Regions from separate parts of the Mus musculus genome. Here region 2 is linked to region 1. The links are chromatin contacts, called in public HiChIP or PLAC-seq maps. All regions are on one chromosome and are shown on one strand. The core of a region is the stretch at or near the end of the contact, and the rest is flanking DNA. Distances in the headings are between cores, read along the strand shown. Region 1 holds the start of Pld1 (phospholipase D1). Region 2 overlaps Pld1 (phospholipase D1).

Region 1 (6,933 bases), core at 724-3,223:
TGCGATCAAACATCTATTTTTAAATTGTAAAGATGGCAAAGTTACGTGTCTATTTTGATAAAATAAAAATAAAACTTAAAATTAAAAAAAAATGAAAAAGGGTAGAAATGGGACTGAAGCGATGGCCCAGCCATTAGGAGCACATCCTGCCTTTCCTTAGCATCTGAGTCCTGTTCACAGCGCCCAGTTTGAGCAACAGCCTCTTCTGGCCTTCTTAGGCACCATATGCACATAACCCACACCCAGGCCAGCATATTCACATCATTAAAAATAAAATAAATCCTTAAAACATGTTGAAATTAGAGGTAGGTGAATTGTCAGTGTAATGCTTTTCTCATACAGAGTTGCATAAGAGCATTCATACTACATACTAAGACCATACACAAATGCATTCTCGGTAAAGGTCTGATGAGCAGGCTGTCCATTAACTAGGCAGTACTCATCTAGTTATCAGTAAATCAATCAACCTAAATGAGCCTGTAGAGAACTTAACACCAGTGTGTGTAAAACGCTGATGCCAGAAACAACACAGCAAGGACACCATCTCCTCAAAACCTTCTCCACTCGCACTATTTATTTGAAAAGCTAATTGTACTGGCTCATAAAAATTCAGATACCCGCTTACATAACCATTTAAAAGGTCCCCACACACCATTTAAAGGCTGCTTACAAATTCAAGCTAAACAGTTGAGTACAAACTCACTCGTGGGCCACAAAGCACGTACTATGGAAAGAGATTCTTGCATAAGTAGGCATAACAGACTAGTTCAAACTAGGCTCTCTGCACCCGTCAGGCTTCCTTGACAGCACCTCTGACAGGTCAGGACTTCTGAATATCTCTCTGAATTTCCTGGGTAGCTAGTCTCCAGAGGCCCTGGGAAGGTCATAAGGAGTTGGCTAAGCTGAAATTGGTGGGCCTGGCTGTCTAAGAGCGCTCTTCGTCCTGTGGAAAGATCTAGAAATGGTCGAATGCAGAAGCTCCTGTGGTCCTTAAGATTATGTTTTGAGCTTCATGAAAGAAGGCCGCTGGCAGTGATCTGAGATTGGGAGGCGGGGGTGAGGAAGGCAAACGTAGGCGTGGCAGGTAGCCCTAGGGTATGGGGGAAAGGGCTGGCCAAATTCTAAGTCTTGACCTGTACTTAAGAGATGGAAGCAGGAGGGCCAGGAATGTCATCCTTGGCTACATAGCCTTTGAGTGCAGCCTGAGCTACAGAAGACTGTTTCAAACAAACCGTCCCATGGCTTAGAGACCTCCTAAGGTCCCTCCCTGACCCGGAACAGTCAGTCCCAAACATCTTGGGTCGGAGCTAAAATAGCAACTGCCTAACACAGGCCTTTCTTTTAATTGCTACCCCTGTCCCTCCTCCACTTCAGCACAGCACATCTTTGGCCCCGAGGCAGCAGCTGTGTGGCTCGGCGCCCGGCACTGTGCTTCAGCTGGACTCTAAGCCACTGGAATGCAGCACTTCCTGGTTGGTCCGGGATGTTGGTGCTGTCGCCATCCCGGTCAGCCCACAGTGCTAAGGAGCTCAGGGAGCGCGGGACGATCTAGCGGGAGCGAACAAATCTACTGAGCCCGGGACCCGAGGAGGTGGGGTGGGGTGCATCCTACAGAGGACGCCCCGGATCTGCAGGGACTTGAGAGTGGAGTGGGGCTAGGACATCAGCAGCTGACCCGGCTCTGCTCTCAGGGTAGCGGTCCTCGCCTGCGGTCAGTGTGCGCGCGGCTCTTGCCAGCGCAGACACTACAGGAATTAAGACTATGGGAGGGACTCCAGGGTTCCCAAGGGAACTTCAGGGACAGGGCTGGTGAGAGGGGCAAGAGAGGCGGGATGAAGCACGAGGACCGCGAACGTCCTGCGGGCTCAGAAGTCCCGCAAGCCTGGCCCCGGCAGCTCCTACCTGCGGGCCTGGGGCGCGGGCACACACTCTGCGGCGGCGGCGACTTCGGGGGTCCCCGCGCAGCTGGCGCAGCTGGGGCCGCGGAAGAAGGGCGGGCGCTGGGACTCGCCGCCCGGAACTCGGCCGGTCTGCAGGGTGGGGCGGGGCGGCGCCGGCCAGCCTCGGTGACAGCCTCTGCCGCCGGCCTTCCTCCATGCCTCGGTTCTAACACTTTCTTCTGTCCAAGTGTCCTAACTCAGCCACAGTTATCCGCGGGGCGCAGGGGCGCACGCAGGCGTTGTTCTTACCAAGTTCACTTCCCTGGTCTCTGAGCCCAATCCTTGTCCAAGACTGGCCCGCAAGTTACAAGCCAACAGCGAGCCAACTGGTGAAATATTCCTGCCCTGAAGTGACTTGCTTAATTAGGGGCTTTGTAGAGGTCAACTGTGGCCTTCCTGCAAATCCCACGGGTAGGTCTTGGTAGGTGTTATTGCCTGTTTATAAGGAAACTGAGGCTGGCAAGTAAAGAACCAGCCTGACCCTAAGCTTGCTGGAGCCAGCAATCTCTTCAGTCCCCAAAACTGCCCGTGCTTGTCCCCCCAGACCCCCCTTCTCTCTCTCTCTCTCTCTCTCTCTCTCTCTCTCTCTCTCTCTCTCTCTCTGTGTGTGTGTGTGTGTGTGTGTGTGTGTGTGTGTGTTGTGGCGAGTGTTCGGTTGGTTAGTTTGAAGTTAGGTCTCTGCTGTATACCTGGTTGGCCATGAAGAACAGGTAGAACTCAAACTACATGATCCTCCTGTCTCAGTCACACATCGCCCTCACACTTCTCACTCCCACTTGCCATCAGTACTGGGTCTAATTCAGAAATGTTAGAGAGAAAAGTAAAAATAAAATGGGAGGAGAACGAGAAAGTCCCATTACCCCGATGGAACTGTCCGCACAGTAACTTTGCCGTTTTAATACACTTAAGAGAGTCGTCATCAAGGGAAATCCAGTGGCTGGGTGGTGTGAATAGCAATCCTTTGGGAATATAATTTTGAACACAAGTCAGTTCCAAAACTGGTTGCACAACACTGCTTCCAGCCAAAACCCAAAGATGCAACAGTTAGTTTCCTGTACATCAAATTGCTGATGCTGTTGGTCTTTTGAAATTGTTTATTGAGTATTATACAGTGAGACAGACCCAGTTACATAATGTCTTACCATGCCCATGGCACTGCATGAAATGAAAAATATAATATTTCTGTCCAGACAGAGGAGGAGTGAAATTATAGCGCGGGGCTCAGTTTTCAAGTAACCTGGAGCTGCCCAGCCCTCCCTGACTGCATTCTTCTCTTTTGAGCACATCTTTCCTAATGATTGCAGAGTCGGGCAGCCGTCACTCTTTCCTTGTTGACAGAAATAATTGATGCCTTTTGAATCCTATGATTCTGACAGATTTTTGCAATTATATGCACAGCCTTCTGAGCAAACAGGGTCTTGCCTAAGAGGGGTTTGGCAAGACTATATAACAAGGAAGTAACTGAAAAGCTGCATATGTCTCCTTCCTCCCTTCCTCCAGTTTATTAATTTCAGATGATTTGATAAGTGTGTGCCTAGGAGTAACCGCACTCTTACAAGCTTGTCTTTAGATGGTGTGAGACATTTGGTTGAGAAGCACCAGGCTGTACAAATTACATCCTGATTTCTTAAAAGTCGTCATTGAAACTTTTGGCATCAACACATAACAATAGGTCTTTCTGTTACTATTGTAATTATAAATAAGACAACTATCATACAATGACTGGAATTCTGCCCCAAAAGGTAGGAAAGTGAAAAGATTACCACAGGTCACCACCCCACAGGGAAGTGAAGCCCTAGCGAACACGCATCTTAGACATACTAGAATCCTGTAGATCATTGTTACACTCCTTGGAGAGTTTGTGATAGCTATTTCTTTTCAGGGGTGTCAAGAAAAACAAACGACCAAGAAGAGGGTTTCCTCCTGTTTGAGCCAGCCTGACCTACAGAGGTAGACACTGGAGTTGGGGCGGGTCAGACTAAGAAACCCTGTCTCGATCTCAAGTCGTGTGGTGTTTAATCTTCATTATCAGCCAGATTAGGCCACTGTGACTGGCTGCCCCAGTCTTATGCCACAGGTCTTTCCTGCCAGGATGGACTGTACACCTCACACTGTGGCCCAAAAGAACCCTTCCTCTCTATAGCTGCTCCTCAGCTAGTGATAGCGATGAGAAAAATAGCTAATATAGAAATACATCTCAAATGTGCAGTTTGATCACACAAGATTTTTTTTCTAAACATGTTCAATACTTCATCTTCTCTTCTGAATATAGGTTTACTTTATAATGTTTGCACCTTTATTTTTGCAAAAATACAAAGTTTTATAGTCCCTTAGAGGAACAATTTTAATGAAAAAATACTTTTTTTTAATGTACAAAACTGAGCATTTTACCTCAACTCATAGCATGGAAGAAAAGCTAAATTGTTTGTTAATATAAAGTTGGGTGGGTGACTTACTTACAGTGTACTGGGGACAACACTGCATAAAATAGATGCAGATGGAGAACGGGAAGCATAGGGTCTATCTCAGGCAATGAGCCCAGTCTTAGCAGAGGTTTATTGCTGTGAAGAGACACCATGACCGTAGCGGCTTCTATGAAGAAAAACATTAAATTGGGGCTGCCTGACTGTTTAGAGGTTTAGTGCGCTATCCTCACATAGGAAGCATGGCAGCCTGCAGGCAGAGCTGATGCTAGCGAAGGAGCTGAGAGTTTCATGTCCAGATCCAAAGTCAGCAGGGAGAGAGAAAGAGCTTCTGGAACCTCAATGCCCAGCTCCCAGTGACACACTTCCTCTAATAAGGCTACAAGTCCCAATCCCTTAAACCGTGCCACACCCTATGAGTCTGTGGGGGACCATTCAAATTCAAATCACTCAAGCTCAAAGAATGGAGGCCCACCAATTGCCTGCCCCACAGCTCCCATTCTGTTTGGAATTGGCATTGCCTCTGAATTATAAACAGAGGAGTGTGATATGCAGAGACTCAAATTCTGGGTTCAAATTCTGTTAACAAGTTCAGAGCCAGAAATGGTGATCCTCACGTTTGATCTCAGGACTTGGGAGGCAGAGGCAGGAGTGTCTCTTTCGTTCAAGATCAGCCTGGTTGACATAGTGAGTTCCAGGACAGCAAGGCCTGCACAGAAAGACTCGTCTCAAATAAATAAAAGGAAGGAGGAGGAGGAGGAGGAGGAGGAGGAGGAGGAGGAGGAGGAGGAGGAGGAAGAGGAGGATGAGGACCTTTTTCTACAGCCATAGTCATGGCAAACTTCGCTTTGGCAGCATTTCTTTTTTTTTTTTTTAATTAGGTATTGTCCTCATTTACATTTCCAATGCTATCCCAAAAGCCCCCCAAACCCCCCCCTACTCCCCTACCCACCCACTCCCACTTCTTGGCCCTGTCGTTCCCCTGTAATGGGGCATATAAAGTTCGCACGACCAATGGGCCTCTCTTTCCACTGATGGCCAACTAGGCCATCTTTTGATACATATGCAGCTAGAGTCAAGAGCTCCGGGGTTCTGGGTAGTTCATATTGTTGTTCCACCTATAGGGTTGCAGATCCCTTCATCTCCTTGGGTACTTTCTCTAGCTCCTCCATTGGGGGCCGTGTGACCCATCCAATAGCTGACTGTGATCGTCCACTTCTGTGTTTGCTAGGCCCCGGCATAGTCTCACAAGAGAGAGCTATATCTGGGTCCTTTCAGCAAAATCTTGCTAGTGTATGCAATGGTGTCAGCATTTGGAAGCTGATTATGGGATGGATCCCTGGATATGGCAGTCTCTAGATGGTCCATCCTTTTGTCTCTGCTCCAAACTTTGTCTCTGTAACTCCTTCCATGGGTGTTTTGTTTCCAATTCTAAGAAGGGGCAAAGTGTCCATCCACACTTTGGTCTTCGTTCTTCTTGAGTTTCATGTGTTTTGTAAATTGTATCTTATATCTTGGGTATTCTAAGTTTCTGGGCTAATATCCACTTATCAGTGAGTACATATCATTTGAGTTCTTTTGTGATTGGGTTACCTCACTCAGGATAATGCCCTCCAGGTCCATCCATTTGCCTAGGAATTTCATAAATTCATTCTTTTTAATAGCTGAGTAGTACTCCATTGTGTATATGTACCACATTTTTTGTATCCATTCTTCTGTTGAGGGGTATCTGGGTTCTTTCCAGCTTCTAACTATTATAAATAAGGCTGCTATGAACATAGTGGAGCATGTTTCTTTCTTACTAGTTGGAACAACTTCTAGATATATGCCCAGGAGAGGTATTGCGGGATCCTCCAGTAGTACTATGTCCAATTTTCTGAGGAACCGCCAGACTGATTTCCAGAGTGGTTGTACAAGCTTGCAATCCCACCAACAATGGAGGAGTGTTCCTCTTTCTCCACATCCTTGCCAGCATCTGCTGTCACCTGAATTTTTGATCTTAGCCATTCTGACTGGTGTGAGGTAGAATCTCAGGATTGTTTTGATTTGCATTTCCCTGATGATTAAGGATGCTGAACATTTTTTAAGGTGCTTCTCAGCCATTTGGTATTCCTCAGGTGAGAATTCTTTGTTTAGCTCTGAGCCCCATTTTTTAATGGGGTTATTTGATTTTCTGGAGTCCACTTTCTTGAGTTCTTTATATATATTGGATATTAGTCCCTATCTGATTTAGGATAGGTAAAGATCCTTTCCCGATCTGTTGGTGGCCTTTTTGTCTTATTAACAGTGTCTTTTGCCTTACAGAAGATTTGCAATTTTATGAGGTCCCATTTGTCGATTCCCAATCTTATAGCATAAGCCATTGCTGTTCTATTCAAGAATTTTTCCCCTGTACCCATATCTTCGAGGATTTTCCCCACTTTCTCCTCTATAAGTTTCAGTGTCTCTGGTTTTATGTGGAGTTCCTTGATCCACTTAGATTTGACCTTAGTACAAGGAGATAGGAATGGATCAATTTGCATTCTTCTACATGATAACCACCAGTTGTGCCAGCACCATTTGTTGAAAAT
Region 2 (7,019 bases), core at 2,936-5,435, 82 kb before region 1:
CAGACAGAGGAAAATAAAGGATGTCTGTATCCTTTCCAGGGGCTGGGGGAAGTTTTAAACCTTGTGATTCAGTCTGGGATAGCCTACACAACAAGAAAATAGAGGGGCCAGGTACTGGACAGAACCATAAATTAGGGGCTTGAAGCTATCGGAGAACATGGCCTAAATATGTCCCAGAGCTGCAGAGGGACATGGGATCTGGTCGTTACTCAGAGTGGCCATTCTCTTAATGAGACAGACCCATGATCTATTAGAACAATAAAAATAAAAATAAATCATAAATGAAGTAAATCTTGGGAAGCCTTCGCTTCGCAAACACTGCGTCTCCAAGGAAGAGGGCCGCTCTCTGACTTTTTATCACTGTGTTCTGCCAGCCAGCCCTGAGGACGTCTTGACCTCTCCATGGTCTGTCCTTACCTTCCTGGGCCTTGGGGTCTCCTGGAGATGCGTCATATTCCACCTCCTCTCCCTCAAAATGAAGCTCCCGGGTGTCGAGATTTTCTATCAGGTTGCTCATATCTGCGGCGATTTTCTGCAGTGTAGACGTGTTCACCCTGGTCTCGCTTTTCAGTGACATGCTAGCTTCTGACGGGGTGAAACCAGAGGGGCTGGGAAGAAAGACAAGGTGTCACTCAGATACAGTGAGAGGTGGAAATCCCCAGCTCAGGATTTGAAATCAGGTGAAGATGAAACATATGCAAGCAAACAAAGCAACTCTAGGTGAGGCGTGGGTATTACAAAGTATCATCCTGTCGATCTTCATGCATTGCATCCAAACAATTCCCACCGTGTAGGCTGACATGGAGCAAAACCACGGTAAAGAAACAAATAATACAACACTTCACGGAACAACATGCCAGCATTTCTCTCATTGTATTTTATGCACGTGACTAAATGAGGAGAGACTAGAAAGACTGGGAATGCTTTAGCAGAGAAGATATCCTTCCTTGATTAATAAATAAGCTCAAATTCAGAATACAAAATAGCCTGGCATGGCATGGTAGCCCATTACAGCTTCTTAGAGACTGAGGCAGGCACATCTTTTTGAGTTCAAGGCCAGCCTAGTCTACATAGTGAGTTCCAGGCTAGCCAAGACTACATTAGGAAAATCCTGTCTAAAACGGAAAGAAAGAAAAGTAGAAAGAGAGAGAGAGTGAGAGGGAGGGAGAGAGAGAGAGAGAAAGGGGGGAGAGAGAAAGCAAAATGGAAGAAGGAAAGGAAAGAGAAAATGGAGGGTGAGAGAAAGGAAAGAAAAGAATAATGCATGCAAAATATATAATATATGAAAAGTAAGTAACATTTTCTTAAAGAAAATCAAGAGAATTTCCCACATTCAAATAAATAGATTTAAACATCATTTCTTATGCTTGATGAGACATCTGCCTCACAACCTGAGTTAGATCCTAGAACCCACGCTGCAGACAAGCCCTGACACCCAGAAGGCCTCCGTGCCACATGCAAATGCAATAACGAAAAGGACAAAGTGTCTAGGACGACACAACCTTTCTACACAGTGTCTGGGGCTGATTCCCTAGCAAGGTGCACTACCACTTAGAAATGTGAGGCTTTGGCCATGACCTTGCCTGAGTGGTGGAGTATGTGTCTCGAAAGGAAACAGATTCATATACCTGTTCATAAGGATACCAGAGGTGTTAGGATTGTCATTTCTCTCCCTCTTTTTAAGAAAGCTGGCTCTATTTCATCCTGACACCTAATAACATGAGTCATTGCACATCAGTGCTCAGAGAGAAGGCTTCAGATGGATTTTAGTTTTCGTTTAAAATATGGAGGGTTAAGCAGTGAGCACTGTCGTTAGAGCTGGATGAAAAATCCGTATTGCCCAAATCAGAAATCATCTCTGATCCAGTCAGGCCTAAGCTGGGAGTCTCACATGGCTAACTCTTCTGCGCATGCCCATTTCCTTCTGTAGCTCACCAACATTTAATTAGCACTCACTGTGTGTAAGAGAGAAGCAATAGCTAAAAATGTGAAGCCTGGCAGGCTGAGTTCAGCCTCTGGATCCATGATGGAAAGAGAGAACCAAGTCCCAGAAGCCATTCTCAGACCTCCATACGTGCCAGTGGCAAACGCATCCATGCACACATAGACACCTGCACACATAGACACTTGCACACATACACATGTGCACATACACACAAACATACTCATGTGCACATACACACAGGAAATGTGGCGATAAGTTAAAGAGCACCTGCTGTGAGGCGTGGGGAAACAGCTACACGTAATCCCTCGTTCATTCCAGGCTCCTCCAAGGGCTTGAACTTTCTGAGAAAAGGATGCCCTGAGAGGAAGATTCCTGGCAGGGTTCTCTCCTACAGGTTCTGTGGAGAGGCTGGGTGAGCCATGAGGAGCCAACTTAGTCAGCTCTTGCAATAACAAGTCTCCAAAACCTAGACTCTGCTGTGTCTGGTGGAGACCTTGTTTAGAAATGCAGAGGCAGGGTGGAGGAGGGAAGTTTGGGCTTGCCCTGTGTCTATGACTATATGTCAGTGTTCCCTGTGAACTGGCTAACCTGCCTCTCAGCTTTCTTTCTCTCCGTTGACTGTAAGGACATTTAAATCTGTTTTTACACCTTATCATTGTCAAACTATTGGGCTCTTGTTACCTGGATCTCTTCCTTTCAATTCCCTCTCTCCCACTCCCTCTCTCATTTCCAAATTATCTTTCCAAGTTTTGGAGATGTGCAAATTTCCTTGCAGGTGGGAATATTCCAATATACCCCGAGGTGAGCCTTTGTAAAGGTTGACTATAAAGGCATAAACAGGAAATAATATTTTCCTACAATTCAGTGTCCACAGGACAAAGCCATTTCAGCAGCTTCCTCCTCTACAAATCTCATTCCCAAGGTTCTTTAACCATAAAACCTTAACTCTATATAAGAGATACATACCATGAAGCCTGTTAGCCTCCAAGATAATTTCACTAATTTAACCATCTTCCTGTCTCCAGGAATTACTCCAAGTCATTTTGCATTTAAATAAGAGAGTGGGTGGTGGACCTCTTTTCAGCCTGCCTTACCTAATGAATGTTTGTTCAGCTTTCACTGGGGAGGTACTGCCTTTGGGCCACAGCTAAAATATGTGTTTCCTCTTCTCCTAATCCAACAAAGAGCCACTTGTTAGATGCCAACCTTGAGCCAAGTTTCCCATTATTTAAAAGGAAAGATAATGAGAAGAGGAAAGGAGATAAGAAAAACCAAGTCGGAAATTACATCATAGTGTTATTTGTTAATTTTTAAATATTTTAGAAATTTTTATTGATCAAATAGACTTATGATTAACTTTCTCAGCATAGCCTCTCTCTTTTGGCAAAGTCCTAGAATATTTTTTTAATGTAATTATCATACAGAAACTAATCTAGATGTTGGGGTAAGTAGAAGAAAGGCATTGATTTGAGCCAAAATAAATATCTCCTTTCTGGCTGAGAGAAAAGAAACATGTTAACACATGGAAACTGAAGGAAAAATAAGGAAAGAAACCAAGAATCAAAGAAGAGAAGATTATTCAGTATAAAGCATCTATTGTATTGTGAGCATAATTTTAGCGTAATTTTGTTGATTTTCTTTAATTTTATGTGTCATTTACTTCAGAGGTATGATTACGCTATGAAACAGGTATTTGTCCAAGGTCACAGAACTTGTGTCAAGGTCACCTTTTACATATTTTTCAAAGATTTATCTTTTTTTACTTATGTGTACGTATGCCCATATGTGAGTAATTAATTGCATGTGAGTGTTTAAGGAGTCTAGAAGGTGTCAAATCCCCTGGAGCTAGAATACCAGCCATTGTGAGGTACCCCATGTGGCTGCTGGGCACTGAACTCAGGTCTTATGCCAGCGTTGTACATGCTCTGTCTTGGTCAGTGTTCTATTGCTGTGAAGAGGTGCCATGACCATTCCAACTCTTGTAAAGAAGGCCTTACAGCCTCAGAGGTTTAGTTCATTGTCATCATGGCAGGGAACATGGAGGCAGGCAAGGAGACATGGTGCTGGAGAAGTAGCTGAGAGTTCTACACTCAGATCCACAGGCAGCAGGAGAAGAGAGACACTGGGTCTGGCTTGGGCTTTTGAAACCTCTTTCGACAAATTCCAGAGACACACATCCTCCAAGACCACCTCTCCCTGTCCCTCTGAAGTGGGGCCACTCCCTGATGACTAAGCATTCAAACTTCTGAGCCTATGGAGGCCATTCTTATTCAAATCACCACAAGCTCCTAACCAATGAATGATCTCTTCTATGAAGGACCGGCTTTTAAAAGCAGATGTGACTGGATCTAATGTATTACAAACCTAGTTACTGAGGTTCACAAGCATTGGTTTTATTTCATGGATTGAATGACTGGATAGTTAATCTTTTCTATGAAGTCTGTCCGCTCTGACAATAGGACATGTCCTCTAGTTTAAATACAACACCTTGAGGATCATCCGAACCCTCAGTCACTACAGTAATGGAAACATGTCAGGACAGCTCCCTGAATTTCCTTGATTCATAATATAAGACAATAAGAAATTTAGGGGACTACCAATTTGCATATTAGATCATGAAGGTTTTTCCACCAACCGTAGGAAATCGAAGGCATGTTTTGAGCATCACTGTCTTTTTTGGGTTCTTCACATTATGTCATGAATTACCCCACAATTCTGCCGTTGCTATTAGCTTTCAAAACCAACTGGTGAGCTCATGTTTATTCCTATGCTGTCAAATTTTCACTTATTAGTCAATGTGTTGTTTTAATTAAAGCAATTTATCTTGGAGGAGAGCAGCTGCCATGGTTACAGCCTGAGTTACCCAGCACTGGAACACGCCTGACCTTCAGTGTTAACATTTGAGATACATAGTTCATTATCTTATCTCTAAACTGTGGCTGGCTAGCGCTCTTTCTCTCTCTCTCTCTCTCTCTCTCTCTCTCTCTCTCTCTCTCCAAAGAAGAGAGATGATGCCAGCAGACAGATGAGAGCAGCTAGGCTGTGATTCTGTTACATGTGTATCGGGAGGTAAACAGGGTTCTTTTCCTTTCCTTTCCTTTTTTTTTTTTTTTTTTTTCCTCCTCATTCAGTGAAGAAAGCAGAGGAATAGAGTTTTCTTTTAATCTCTCAACAGGATTGAGAACAAGAACAGGGATTTTTCCTTCTTACATAATAAATACAATACTAGCTAAAATAACAGTAATATTGCCAGCTGTAGTCATTGATGTTAAGGTAAACATTAGTGTTAGTTAACATTTGCTAAGTATGTCCTACATGTCAGGCATTGTACAAAGGTATCAATTCCATAACTATCTTGGGAGCTGGGTCCCACTAGCAGCCATACCAGCTTAGAAAAGAGAGGCCACCTGCAGAAGGTCCCATGAACAGGTAGTGAGGAAGTCAAACTCTAACTCCAAAGTTCAACCAACAAGTAAACCATCCATGGCTAAAGGTAGGGGAGGGAAGACCACTGAGAAACCCTCATAATATGATTGAAGTATATCAAACACATCATATAAAAACGTAATAAACTAATACAAATATAATTTTAAAAGGAACAACAACAAAACCTCTAGCACTGCATTCTTTGAAGACAATTATGTCGTGATTTCTGCTCCCTTTCTAAGTAATCATGCTGTCGCCATGTTTTCCTTGTGATATTTGTGCTTAGCAAGAGAAATAAGCATAACAGATTTCAAAGCCAAAAAAACCCAAGTCATAACTATGTATGTGAATTATAGTCAAACCATTGAGGAGAACGTTAATGAATGGCTTCCCATAATTCATGATGACAGAACCATCCCCATCCCAGAGCTCTCTCTGATCACCCAGAAGTTACTATTATGGGATAGACTTGATGTTCCCTAAAGCATAGAAATCATAACCAAAAGTTCAAACTGACTTAAGTCTCTAGTAATGCTGTAAGACTTGAATAAATTTTTTTTTGAGTTTAACTGACTTTAAGTCAAGTATTGGGATACTTTACCTTCTAAACTATATATTGTGAGAAATTAAAACATGGTGGGGTTTTTTTCTTAAGCTTTTAATGTTTTCTTTGATTTTTGGTTTTTAAGAATATCACATCCACAAAGATCAGTGGGAAACCTGTTATGTCCCTTCATCAAAAAATTTAAATATCAGAGCCTGGAGAGATGGCTCAGTGGTTGCTCTTTTGTAGAACCTGGGAACAAATCCCAGTATCCACTTAGCAGCTCACAACCTCTATAACTCTGGTTCCAGTGGATCAGCCACCCTCTTCTGGCCTCCATAGGCATTGCAAGCATATGGTTCATATACGTACATTCAGGCAAAATGCCCACAATCAGGAAATAACAAAATAAAAATTTTAAATATTGAATTAAATGTCAGCAGTACAGGGTAAGGTCAGATGACCATGAAGGTTCTGTCCTTGCTATCAGAGAGTGGCCAATTGTCAACTCCAGAGTGTCAGTGTCACCTCTGTGAGCTGCACTGCCACTCCTAGCTGAGGAAGCCATGGCAGGGAGGTGCACCTACAGGCAAAGGTGACGCTGGTTGCCAGTGTACCCTCTAGCTCAGTGAAAAGATCTGTAAAGGGAAGCTTGCTTAGTAGTGGAAGTCTTCAAGGCTGCCTTGCTAGGATGTGTCCTGCCTTCCACCTCTACTTAGTTTCTCAAAGTAACAGGCCATCTTGCTTCTGTCCTTCTGGCTGGACCAGTCAGAGAATGGATCTATTAGCCAAGTCTTCTGACTTTTGGACTATAGCACACAAAATGGTAAAGAAACCAGTCAGCTTTCCACTGTAAAAAACAACCGTCGATGGAATTATACAGGAAGGGACTACCCATCATCCTCCCGGGCCCTCCGCACTGCTCATTAAATTCCTCCTTGGTCCTGAAATGGAACTGCCTGTGTGTTTTTCACAACACTGACTCTTGCTTGTTCCCTTGACAAGATCTAGAATTATCTGGGAGACAAGCCTCTGGACACTCGCTTGATAGGATTAACTAGAGTCTGAAGACCCACCCTAAATGTAAGTGGCAGTGTGGTGGTT

Evidence for each region. HiChIP or PLAC-seq counts read pairs in DNA pulled down with a chosen protein or histone mark.
Region 2: an H3K4me3 HiChIP or PLAC-seq map of embryonic stem cells shows a contact between it and region 1, with 4 times the contacts expected there. The contact joins the enhancer-like site here to the promoter of Pld1 in region 1. A contact is called at or near these places in 3 of 484 Hi-C or Micro-C datasets (embryonic stem cells, muscle stem cells and uterus), 5 of 115 datasets of contacts at active chromatin or transcription factors (embryonic stem cells, heart atrium, microglia and 1 more) and 1 of 9 other capture datasets (adipose tissue).

The regions. Positions count from the first base shown.
Region 1 is chr3:27,933,720-27,940,652 of GRCm38.p6, reverse strand. Pld1 (phospholipase D1) reads right to left here and starts at 1,973. Exons shown (of 27, transcript NM_001164056.1): 1 at 1,903-1,973.
Region 2 is chr3:28,017,752-28,024,770 of GRCm38.p6, reverse strand. Pld1 (phospholipase D1) reads right to left here. Exons shown (of 27, transcript NM_001164056.1): 3 at 418-608. The coding sequence starts at 577. Among named protein-coding and RNA genes, the nearest start is that of Pld1, 83 kb to the right of the region's middle. Within about 2 kb of position 4,185, at least 18 of the 459 cell types and tissues checked have an H3K27ac peak or open chromatin away from gene starts, as enhancers often do. A contact at or near this core is called in embryonic stem cells and heart atrium, where this site is marked.